Regions from separate parts of the Capra hircus genome. Here region 1 is linked to region 2. A link is a contact called in public Hi-C data. All regions are on one chromosome and are shown on one strand. The core of a region is the stretch at or near the end of the contact, and the rest is flanking DNA. Distances in the headings are between cores, read along the strand shown.

Evidence for each region. A called contact is a pair of places that touch in the nucleus more often than the background predicts.
Region 1: a contact with region 2 is called in a Hi-C map of blood, with 4 times the contacts expected there. The contact joins two enhancer-like sites. A contact is called at or near these places in 3 of 5 Hi-C or Micro-C datasets (all in blood).

Annotation. Positions count from the first base shown.
Region 1 is chr6:59,886,764-59,893,184 of ARS1.2, forward strand. No RefSeq gene overlaps it. Among named protein-coding and RNA genes, the nearest start is that of CHRNA9, 17 kb to the right of the region's middle. Within about 2 kb of position 4,123, at least 2 of the 5 cell types and tissues checked have an H3K27ac peak or open chromatin away from gene starts, as enhancers often do.
Region 2 is chr6:59,770,285-59,777,002 of ARS1.2, forward strand. No RefSeq gene overlaps it. Among named protein-coding and RNA genes, the nearest start is that of RHOH, 23 kb to the right of the region's middle. Within about 2 kb of position 3,932, at least 1 of the 5 cell types and tissues checked has an H3K27ac peak or open chromatin away from gene starts, as enhancers often do.

The DNA.
Region 1 (6,421 bases), core at 2,873-5,372, 120 kb after region 2:
CCTGCAGGAACTGGCTAGAAATGGGGTTGGTGGCCAGGAGGCCCACTTTATTTTTCCATTGAGATTTGGAAGTAAGAGGGCTAAAGTGACTGAGAAGGAACCTCACGGTTGTAAAGATTCTGTTTATATCCGGTCGTAGCGGCTGCAATCGCCCAACTCAAACCGCTGGGACAGGAAGTACTTGCAGCCAATTGATAAAGAGGGTACAGTGCTGTGCTGTGAGCATGCTAATCTCGAGGAAATGGGGATCCCAAGGCACCTGGATTAGCCACAGACCAGAAAGGGGCCCTTTTAGGGTTCCTTTCAGTTGCTAAGACACACTATGTTTGAAAAACCACCTCCTCCCCCACCTAGAGGGAGAAAAACATAAGCCGTCATTGCTTAACTTCCTTACAAATAATCAACCAGGCAATGGGTTAACATCCAAAATATACCAAAAACTCATACAACTCAACAGCAAAGAAACAAACAATCCAATTTAAAAATGGACAAAAGACCTGAATAGACATTTTTTTAAAGAACGCTTACAAATGGCCAGCAGCTACATGAAAATGTGCTCAGCTTCACTTATCATCAGGGAAATGCAAATCAAAGCCCACAGCGCGATATCACTACACACCTGTCAGAAAGTTATTTCGAAAAGACAATAGATAAATACTGGAGTGGATATGGAGAAAAGGGAACCCTTTTGCCCTGTTGGTAGGAATATAAACTAGTGCAGTCACTATGGAAAAGAGCATGGAGGTTCCTCAAAAAATGCAAAATAGAACTATGCATGATTTAGCAATCCTACTTCTGGGTATATATATCCAAAGAAAATGACATCATAACCTCAAAGAGATAGCTGAACTCCCATGTTCACTGCAGTATTATTCAGTTCAGTTCAGTTCAGTCGCTCAGTTGTGTCCGACTCTTTGGGACCCCATGAGTTGCAGCATGCCAGGCTTCCCTGTTCATCACCAACTCCCAGAGTTCACCCAAACTCATGTCCATTGAGTTGGTGATGCCATCCAGCCATCTCATTCTCTGTTGTCCCCTTCTCCTCCTGCCCCCAATCCCTCCCAGCATGAGTCTTTTCCAATGAATCAATGAAGAGCATGAGGTGACCAAAGTATTGGAGTTTCAGCTTTAGCATCAGACCTTCCAAAGAACACCCAAGACTGATCTCCTTCAGAATGGACTGGTTGGATCTCCTTGCAGTCCAAGCGACTCTCAAGAGTCTTCTCCAACACCACACTTCAAAAGCATCAATTCTTCGGCGCTCAGCTTTTTTCACAGTCCAACTTTCACATCCATACATGACCACTGGAAAAATCATAGCCTTGACTAGACGGACCTTTGTTGGCAAAGTAATGTCTCTGCTTCTGAATATGCTATCTAGGTTGGTCATAACTTTTCTTCTAAGGAGTAAGCGTCTTTTATTAGCAATAGCCAAATTATGGAGACAACCTAAGTGTCCACTGATGGATGAGCGGATAAAGAAAATGTGATATATATGTATATATATCAGATGTGTGCACAGTCATATCTGACCCTTTGCAACCCCATGGACTGCAGCATGGAATTTTCCAGGCAAGAGTACTGGAGTGAATTGCCATTTCCTCCTCCAGGGCATCTTCCTGACCCAGGGACTGAACCTGCACCTCCTGTGGCTCCTGCATTGGCAGGCAGGTGGATTCTTTACCACTGAACCGCTTGGGAAGTTCCGTGTGTATGTGTGTGTGTGTGTGTGTATGGATAATTATATTATTCAACCTTTGAAAAGAAGAAAATCTTGCTATTTCAGATTCATGTGGATGAATCTGGAAGGTATTATGCTAAGTGAAATAAGCCAGACAAAGACACATACCACATGGTATCACTTATATATGGAATCAAATAAAGAAAGTTGATTCAGAAAGAGGCTAGAATTGTGGTGGCCAGGCGCTGTGGAGTAGGGGAAATAGGAGAGGGATTAGTAAAAGTGTCAACTTTAGGTTTAAAACAAAAAGCAAACAGAAGAGGAAAAGCCTGGAGACTTCCATAGACCATAATACTAATTCCAGGGGTAAAGCTGGTGCTTTCTGTCACCAGTTGTTCCCTCTCCCAGTGAAAGTGTGGTGTGAGTGGAGTAGTGTCGATTCAGACCCCCCGCTGGGAGCCCAACTCCCTCAACATGCAGCGAGTGCACTAAGAAGTTCTGTCCATGCAAATAAGTGATGGTATGTCACCAAATGAAATATTATGCAACTCCTACAAAGAACAGATCAATTTAGGTTGATGTAGAAAGATGTCTAAGATACAGTAAGTAAAACAAGTCGTAGAACAATGTATAATGTCAAATAAACAAATATATACATATACTTCTATATTCATAGAAAATTTCTGATAGCAGTGGTTACTCTAGGAAGTGGTACTAGATAGACAAGAGAGGGAAATTTACTTTTTAATGTCCTGTTTAAATACTACATGAACAGGGAATTGCCTGGCAGTCAAGTGGCTGGGACTTGGTGCTTTCATGGCTGAGGGCCTGGGTTTAATCTCTGGTCCAGGGGGCTGGGGCCCCACAAGCCACACAACATGGCCTCCCCCCAAAAATCATAAATAGTTCAATATTTTAAAAGATGATTTTTAAATGATCAGGACTTTTGAAATCCTTTTTATGATTTTTATCCTGAGGAAATATATAGTAAATGTTTGTACCAACATCATCATGACAGCATTTATTATTATGCTGTAAGACTGGAAATAACCTAAATGTCCAGCATGAAGAGAATGGTTAAGTAAATAATGGAAAATGGACTAAGACTCTTGGGAATCCCTTGGACTGCAAGGAGATCCAACCAGTCGATCCTAAAGGAAATCAGTCCTGAATATTCATTGGAAGGACTGTTGCTGAAGCTGAAACTCCAATACTTTGGCCACCTGATACGAAGCACTGACTCATTGGTAAAGACCCTGATGCTGGGAAAGATTGAAGGCAGGAGGAGAGGAGGATGACAGAGGATAAGATGGTTGGATGGCATCACTGACTCAATGGATATGAGTTTGAGTAAACTCCGGGAGTTGGTGGAAAGGGAGGCCTGGAATGCTGCAATTCATGGGGTCACAAAGAGTCGGACACAACTGAGTGACTGAACTGAACTGATAATGCAGTCATTTACAAAATCAATTTTCTGAAAATTTTAGCCAGATGGGGAAATGCTGACACTCTACCAATGGAAAAAGCAAGCTCCATGTAAATTCAATATTAATATCATGAGGTAAAAAATGCATCGGGAGAAAAATAGCCTGGAAGAAAACATTTCCAAATGACAATAGTCATTGCCTCTGATAGTAAGATTATGGGGGATTTTTTTCTTTCTGGACCTTTGTATTTTCACATTCTTTTCAATTTTTTTGTGCAATGAGTAGGCATTATTTTGTAATGTGAGAAAAAAGGAAAGTAAAATACTGAGAAAACTATTACATGCATTCTTGGCATGAGTCAGGAGCTGAATTTTTATGTTTAAATTAGTTTCAGAAACACAGGAGTGGTTTCTAGGCAACCTGCTTGGGAAATCATGTTCCTTTCCATTGTTGCTGGAGTGTGCGTGAGTGTCTCAAAGAAAATGGACCTCAAAGATGAACCCTTGCGAAAGCAGACTCCTGTGAGGAAAAAACAAGCCTTGTCATGGAGGCTTGAGTTTCTATGACCTCAGAGACACATAGGGACCCTGTGGTTTTTTTTTTTTTCCTGGCCGACGAGTGCTTGATTTTAATGAGGATTGCCATAGGGAGGCAGAGTAGGACAGCTATTCAAGTCTCTGCAAGTGGTATGGGAAATTGGGGTGGGGAGACAGGGGCCAAAACCAATAACCGAGGTGGATGGCTTTGGATTCAAGACAGATTGCAATTCAAGACGTGACAAGACTGCCTCATCATCATGTGAGCCATTTACTATCATTATAGACAATCCTGCTGAGCCAAAGGGCTTTTAATCAGAAGAAACATTGAAAACTGGAATCGGAGCCTAGAAACCCTTGGCCCAGCCTGATGGGCTGTGGAGGATGGGCTTAGTCAAAAATGATTTTGAGCCTTAAGGGAGCCATGTTCTTTACAAAGGGTTTGTACAAGGTGCAGAAGGTGTTGTTCTCAACCCACAAGGTAGGCTTGTGGACCTCAACTACATTTTTTCAGCAAGAAAACAAAAAGCGTTCTGCTTGGTAGATGGGCTCAGCTACTTGCTCCTACACCCCCTGGTGGTGGTCTTTTGTAATTACAAAAATTAAGTAAGGAGGTAAACAGCAGGCGGGGCCTCCCAGGGGGCTCAAAGATACAGAATCTCCCTGACCATGCAGGAGACACAGGTTCCATCCCTGGGTGGGAGAGATCCCTTGGAAAAGGAAATGGCAACCCACTCTAGTATTCTTTCCTGGGAAATCCTAGGATTTCCCTAGGGGAACCTGGAGGGCTACAGTCCATGGGGTCTCAAGGAATCGGACACGACTGAGCACACAGCACGAAAAGCATTTGGAGCAATGATAGCAGTTGACTGAGGGTTACTGCCTCTGACCTCGGCTCCCTCTAGACCTCATCAGAGTCAAGGGGGAAGCTTCAGATCGGGAGATCTGGCCTCAGGAGTTACAGATCCAATTCCTAATAGAAGGAGGAACCGGAGGGCAGGAATCCTCCACAGAGGATGTGAAGTAAGGAGCCTATTCTGTCTCCAAACTTGTGAACTCATGTCCTGAATTCCCCCCAGTCATGGGCCACTGGATCTGGCCACCTGTCCTTTAAAGTGGCAGATGCCTAGAGGGAAAAGGAAAAGGGGGACTAATATATTTTCCTGCCCCACCTCATGTGGGCTTCCCAGGTGGTGCTAGTGGTAAAGAATCCACCTGCAATGCAACAGACATAAGAGACGCTCAGTGATAAAGAATCCGCCTGCCAATGCAGGAGCCGCTGGAGATGTGGGCTCCATCCCTGGGTCTGGAAGACCCCCTGGAGGAGGGCTTGGCAACCACTTGGCAGCACTCTTCCCAGGAGAATCCCATGGACAGAGGAGTCTGACAGACTGCTCTCCATGGAGTCGCAAAGACTCGGACAATACTGAGCATATGAGCACACACCTCATGTGATAGGCTTCAAGGGCAAGACCCTTCTCTTGCCATCTTTGTACTCCAGGACTTAGCACACGTGTTTGTGCAAAACGTCTGTAGTCCTGAATGATGTATGGAACCCATGAGGTAGATAACATTACCCCTGTTTTTCCAGTGAGGAAACGGAAGTGTAGAGAAGTTAAAAAATGCCCAAGCTGTGTAGCTAATAAATGGCAGAAGAGGAACTCAAACTACGAGTTCCAAAGGATCTGTTCTTTTCTTTCTACCATGATGCCCCCTCCTGCCACCTCATGCCCTCTGGCTGGTCCAACCTGTCAGGTGAAAACCCCACTGTCTCTGTCCTCTGAGTCAATCCAGCCTGGAGGCCAACGTCTTCTTCATTGTCTGAACTTCTCATTTAGCAGCGAGTCACCCCTTCAAGGCATATTCTTCTTATATTACTTGTTTAACTCTTTTACTATTATTCACTTTCCCTTAGAGGTTTGTCTTTTCCTCCAAGAAGTCCATAAGCATCTTGAAGGAAGAAGTAATTTATTCATTCTTCACTAAACTGTGCCCAGCATTCAGTAAATATCTGCAGGAAGAATGATTTTAGCAGCAGAGTTCTGGTCAAAACATAACCTCCCAGGGCTCATTGGTACTAGGAAATTAGCAAATGATTTTAATTTTTATCTGAAAACATTCTTATCAAAACACCTAATTAATTGACTTTTTACTGCCCCACCCTACACACACTGAGGGGCTAACTGCCTAAGATAAGTTAAATCCAGATCTCTTTTTCTAGGAACTTGGCATCTTGAGCACACGCGTAGCTGTGCTGTTGCAACACTGGATTTGGGTCAAAGGTGGAATCTAAATTCAAATTCACCTCTTCCATTCTAACTGGAATCTGTTGGTTCCCAGGCCAGATACAGGATTCTGCTCCAACAAGCTGTGACACAGGTGGTCCTGGGAACAAGTAGCTGGCTTCCCTGCCAGATGCATTTATATCCAGAGTTGTTTTGCCTTCCTCTTACTGCTGCCCTCCAGGGAGCCAAACCTGGCACAGGTACACACATAGTCAGGTTAAGATCCAAAGCGCTCAGCCCTCAACATCCTCCCACGGTGGACAGCAGGCAGCACCAGTCCTCAGGGGAAGCAGGCCAAGACTGCCAGGGGCAAGTGTGGTGTGGGAGGGTGTCAGCTGGCATCCTGACAGGCTCTGGCCTCTCCAGTCACATACTTCATGAACATTTATTGGACACTTCTTGTTTGCCAGACACTGGGGATACAGTGACAAATAGGGCATTTGAGAGGTGTTAGTCTAACACGTATCCATTGCAAACAAACAACTGGATACA
Region 2 (6,718 bases), core at 2,682-5,181:
AGAACTTAAAAATCTCAAAAAATATTATATATTCAAAGATATTTACGTAGTAATGTTCATAGTGACCAAAGTTGAGCTTCCTGGTGGCTCACATGGTAAAGAATCCCCCTGAAATGCAGGAGACCTGAGTTTGATCTCTGGGTTGGAAAGATCTCCTGGAGAAGGGACTGGCAACCCACTCCAGTATTGTCTGGATAATTCTATGGACAGAGGAGCCTGGTGAGCTGAAGTTCATGGGGTCCCAGAGTCTGCCAGACTGAGCAACTAACACACACATAGTGACCAAAACTGGAAACAAAGTGTCCTTGAGAAGGCACTGCTTCGACAAACTGTTACAGCCACCCTACAGAAACATGAGTGAGCTCAGTCTTGTCCGACTCTGCGACCCTGTGGACTGTAGCCCACCAGGCTCCTCCGTCCATGGGATTCTCCAGGCAGGAATACTGGAGTGGGTTGCTATTTCCTTCTTCAGGGGATCTTCCCGACCCAGGGACCAAACCCAGGTCTCCCGCGTTGCAGGCAGACGCTTTAACCTCTGAGCCACCAGGGAAGTCGAGCCATAGAAAGGATGAGTTAATCATTTTCTGGTTATCCATTGCTGTGTAACATGATTCCCTGAAACTCTTACTGATGTAAAACAACAATTTTATCATGCTCATGAATTCGGTGGAATTTGGATAAGGTACAGCAGAGCCTATAAGCACAATGGAGATGGTTTGTTTTCTGTGGTGTCCGAGGTCTCATTCAGAAGATGCAATAGCTGAGGATGACTTGATGGAAGGGATCTGGAGTTTTCTGAAGGCTCATTCACTCACATATCTGGCTGTTGGCTGAGACTTCAGCTAGAACTGTCTGTGAGAACTTCTACACATGGCCTCCCAGGGTAGCCTGGGCTCCCTCACAAAATGGTACTGGTTGAGAGAGAGACAGGGAGACAGGGAAAGGAAGGAAAAGAAGAGAAAATAGGTGGAAGATGTGTCATCTTTTCTAACTTAGGCTTAAAAGTCACACTGTATCAGCTTCTGCTGCATTTGTCAAGATGCTCACAGGCACAGCTGGTTCAAGAGAAGGGGAAATAGACTGCACATTTTTATGGGACAGTGGTAAGGTCGTGGAAGAGCATGTGGAACAGGACATACCATTGTGACTATTTTTGGAAAATAAAATATTCCACAGATCCTTACCAGTTAGGGCATCCCACGATGTATTGTTAAGCGAACAAACAGTAAAATCAGAAAAGGGTATATAATTCTATTTTTGTAAAACAGTTAATGGCAACTTGGATATGTGTGTGTACTTATGATTATATGAACAGGAAGAAGGCTATGTAAAGATAAACAGTAGGTAGTTAACTTTGGTTGCTGGGTGAGGTGGAGGGGAACGGTAAACAAAGAGAAAAAGTACACTGATGAGATTTCCCTGGTGGTCCGGTGGTCCATGCTTCCAATGAAGGGAGGCAAAGGTTATATCCCTGGTCAGGAAACTGAGGTCCTACATGCTGTGCTATGTGGCCAAATATATATATATATATCTACCTACATATGTACAAATATAAGAAAGTTCAGGTAGTAGAGATAAAAGTTTGTAGAGTGGGTGTGGTGATGTTGAATGAATATGTAGGTTATGAAGAAAAAATTTAGAACAGTGGAAGGAACTGTGATATAGACTAGATGCCATGAGCTTCTCAAGCAGCACTGGTTCTATGGAACTCATAATTAAGATTGAGGGATTTGCCATTTTATTGCCTATACTAACAGAAATAGGCTTGAGTCAAAGTGATCACCCTGTTGTCTTAAGGGAATATAGTTTGGGTTTTCTTGAAAAAGAAGTTTCTTCTCAAATTTTATATTTGCTCTATTATTTTAATAAGAATATTGTGTCAATATAATTTTTGACCTATAGGACCAATGTTTTAATAGTTAGATCCACTTTATGGTTTCAAAAAGTTTATATTTAATTGGTTATAAATGATAGTGGAAGAATTACTTTCTGATGTTTAAATGTTATCATCCCCTTGGAGTATCATTATTGCTTTCTATTCTTAGAAACACCTTATTTAGTGTTATGTCTGCACTTGTCAGCACTTACATGGTTATTAAATATCTACATCTTTCTTTCCTTCCTCTGCGTGCTTGTTTTTGGGTTTTCTACTAATCACTAGTACTCTGAAGTGGTTGGGGAGAGGAAAAGACTCTGAAAATAAACTGAAGGACTATTGCTTTGTCTGGAGTTCTTGGGTAATGCTTGTTTGCATGAGGCTGAAATCAGTGTTGAAATATAAGTCAGCCAAGGAGTTTGCTAACATACTGAATGACCTAGAGTCAAAGAGGCCAGTGCCTGAGATTGTGGGTGACAGTCTTCCTCTTAATCCTTTAAAGACGGTTTCTCTCCACAATGGTAGCAGTAATTCAAAATCGAGTATGGTATATTTGAGGACCCTATTAAAACTTTACCACTAGGGGTCAGAATTTAGCCCATGAATCCTACATGGTTTCATCAAGAGCATGCTGGTAAATAATGCTTTATGTATTTTTCCTTTGTTTTCTACTTTTGGGGAGGCTCAGAACACTAATCAGATAGGTTTGAGATTTAAAGGGAACCCCTGTAACTTTTTTATACCACATTTTAGCAACTAGATTACTTGGAGTCTTCACTCTAATCTTACTCAATGAACACACTTAGATATACCATCCCAATATAAATGAACTATGTAGTCCTGAATATTCATTGGCGGGATTGTTGCTGAAGCTGAAACTCCAATACTTTGGCTACCTGATGCGAAGAACTGACTTATTGGAAAAGACCCTGATGCTGGGAAAGATTGAAGGCAGGAGGAGAAGGAGATGACAGAGGATAAGATGGTTGGATGGCATCACCGAATCGATGGACATGAGTTTGAGTAGGCTCCAGGAGTTGGTGATGAACAGGGAAGACTGGTGTACTGCAGTCCATGGGGTTGCAAAGAGTTGGACACACCTGAGCAACTGAACTGAACTGAACTGAAATTCTAATAAGGAGCTCAGCAGACCTCATCCATTTTTTATGTTCTGATGCTCTATATATTTTCAGCTGTATCTTTTTGGCTAGATGCTACCAATGAGATCATTTCCTGTTCAATAGCTATATTGAGTTATGCATTAACTTAAATGATTGAGTTAATGTGTCATGGGTCATTTAACACAGTACAACTGTATTTCAGATATTCTCCTTTTGTTCAATGATGTCTTTCCTACTTTGGTTCCTCTTTGGTGTTTGGAAAGGGATTGAAACTAAGAAACAGGTTGTCATGGCAGTCCGAGCCTGGGTTGGAAAAGAATTCCAGACACAGAGCATTTCAGAAGGGAGTAAGTTTATAGTAAGAGCAAGGAGCAGAGATAATGAAGGCACTGCAAATGCAGGGGTCTGACCTCCTGACAGACCAGGCAGAGCAGACGCTTTTCCTGGCCAATTTTTATAGCCTCAAGACAGAAAACTCCTGGAAGGTTGGTTAGGGCACTGTAAGGTGAGTGCTGGGTGGGCATTTTTGCCTAATATGGGGTCAGAAAGCTGGCCGGGAAGGATCAGGGGGACTTTTGGCAAGGTTACAAAGGGGGCTTAGTCAGTTTTGGAGGTGACCTTGGTTCTGGTCTGTGGCCTTGGTTCAAGGCCCTAGCACCTGTGGCCTAGAGGTAGGACTCCACACAAATAATGTAAAATACGTATTTTCCATGTTGACAATTGAGAGATTTAATTGTTTTTTGGAACTTGTTTGAGGATTCAGCTTTCCTATTTCAGTGGACTCAGACTGGCATATTTTACTTGGTGTACAATTTAATGATTTTCTCATTTACGCTGGGGTTTGGCAGAGGCATCTGGATATGTTGGCCTGTCTTGCTGAGCTGCATACATAAAGGACTGGGCTTCCACTTTTCTCAGTCTGTCTTCTGACCCTGGCAAAGCCCTCCAAAATGAAGTGTCAGAGCATGCTACATTGTCCTTGTTTGCTGTGGGCCTTTCTCTGCTGCCAGGGAAAAGAGCCAGGAAAATAGGATTTAAGTTGCATGAGAAGGCTGCTAGCCCTCTGGCAAGATGAGAGTGCATCTTGTACTTTACCTACTGCTGCTGTGATTGGGGTCCCTGCTATCTTTGCCTCTAGTCTGGGTGCTAGTCCCCATGCAACACAGCCAGAGAGGCAGTCCAAGCCTGGGTTGGAAAAGAATTCCAGACACAGAGCATTTCAGAAGGAAGTAAGTTTATATTAAGAGCAAGGAGCAGAGATAATGAAGGCACTGCAAACGCAGGGGTCCGACCTCCTGACAGACCATCAAGGCTATCTGATGGCGTTTGAGTTTATCTCTGGATTGTCGCCTAAGATGTGGCTGGGTATTACGGGTTGAATAGTATTCTCCCAAGATTCACACATTTAAGTTCTAAGCCCCAGTATCGCACAGTGTGATTGTATTTGGAGGTGGTGTTTTTACAGAGGTAACTGAGTTAAAATGGGATTCTTTGGAGAGGAAGTTGGACACAGAGATATGCAGAGGGAATGTAATGTAAAGAAACACAGGGAGGAGAGGGCCCTCTGTAATCAAGAGGAGAGGGGCAGCCTCAGAAGAAATCAACCCTGCTGACACCTAGATTTTGGACTTCTGGCCTCCAGACCTTGAGAGGATAAACTTCTGTTGTTTAAGCCACTCAGTCTATGGTCCTTTGTTATGGGAGCCCTAGCAAACTATTGAGTTTAGATCAATTCAGTTCAGCTATGTTTGTTTAAGTCTGTGAGAGTGACCATTTCAACACAACCTTCTCCACAATATATATTATAATCTCCCAACATCCATAGTGGGTATTGATGTTTGATGACAAAATGAAAAAAATGATTATGTTGAATCTATGATATTTCAAAGCTAAGAATTTTTTTGTCTTTTTGCAAAAGCACCACCAAGTTCACCCTGTACATATCTCTGGGAATAGGTACAGTTGATACTTCCCTGATGTTGTCTATTTTCTTCCCCACTCCCCACCCCAGTTGCTACATATATCTAGTTCTGCTCTCACCATCAGTAGAGGGCATCCCTTGCAATCAGGCCAACTTCCCCATGAGCCCCTCATCTTCTCAGAGGAGAGGGCAGTTTAGCAAACCTGTCTGTTATCCCACCTCAGTAGATTGCTCAGATCCTGGGTGTGAACAAGTCCACAACCCCAAATTGCAAGATGAAGTTGGCTGCCGTAACTCTGGGACCTCTTTGGAAGGTACCCTATGACAACAAAGGGTCCTTGCTTAGAAAGTAGCTGGATGAGGACTCAATGTGATGATCTCTACCATGTTAGGCACTGTGGAGATATGGAATAAGAAAAGAGAGTAGTACACAGAATTGCTATACTACGGGGCACCACTATTGTGATAAATACTATGGGGAAAGGCTACAGAGAAGCATAAATTTACTCCAGGACAACCTTAAAAGGGTTCATGGAAGATGGAACACCTAAGCGGGGTTTTGCAGATGGAGCTGGAGCTAAATGTGCTCTGTTCAAGGAGAAAATGTATACAAATAACATGATGGTCAGAATATTCCCAATAACACCTTGCCTTGTAAAGTAGCCTGAAATCAGGCTACTTTAGTGAGAATACATCAGTATGAGTGGATCAGTTAGTTACTGTCAAATTGGGTTCTCACTGCATGGTGCCTGGGCTGGACTCCAGTTAAATACTCTGAATATCATTCCTATTAGCAAACCAACAATATTTCCTTTTCTCTGTGTTGTAACTTCCTCCCCTCGCCTCATCTTCCTTTTCTTTTTCCCAGAACTAATTTCAAGAAATGGAAGGTATAGATTTGAAATTTTACACATAAACTGTTCTTGATTTATTTATGATTATAAAAGCAATGAAACTTGTGAGAAAGAAACTAAAAAAATTAAAAGGACTTTCCTAGTGGTCCAGTGGTTAAGAATTCACCTGCCAGTGCAGGGGACAAGTTCAGTTCCTGGTCTGAGAAGATTCTACATGCTGAGGAGCAACAAAACCTGGGTACTACAACTACTAAGCCTGTGCTCTAGAGCCCGAGTACCACAGCTACTAAAGCCCGCATGCCCTAGAGCCTGCGCTCCCCGAGAAGGGAAGCCACTGCACGGAGCAGCCCTCACACCACAACGAAGAGTAGCCCCTGTTCGCCACAACTAGAGAAAGCCCTAGCACAGCCAAAAACAAGCAAATGAACTTATGTTTGTAGAGTTCTTGTAAAGTTTCTCACTTTAAATTATAATTAGATTGCTTTGGCTATTTGAGGTTTTTTGTATTTCCATACAAATTGTGAAATTATTTGTTCTAGCTCTGTGAAAAATACTGCTGATAGCTTGATAGGGATTACATTGAATCTATAAGATTTCATTCCAGGTTATCTGTCCAAGGAAAGTGCATACATATCCACGAAGACTTGTATGGGAATGTTTAAAACTGGAAGGTGGAAACAAATGTCCATCAACAGGTGAATGGATAAACTGTGGTATATTCAACAATGAAATACTACCCCACAACAGAAGGGATGAACTATTGATATACACAGAAACATGGATGGATATCAAAAACATAACACTGAATTAAAGAAGCCATACACAGGATACATACCATATGATTCCATTTATATGAAGCTCTACAGGAGGCAAAACTGATCTGCAGTGAAATCTGATCACTGGATGTCTGGGGTTGGGTGGAGAGAGATGATTGCAATGGGCAGAG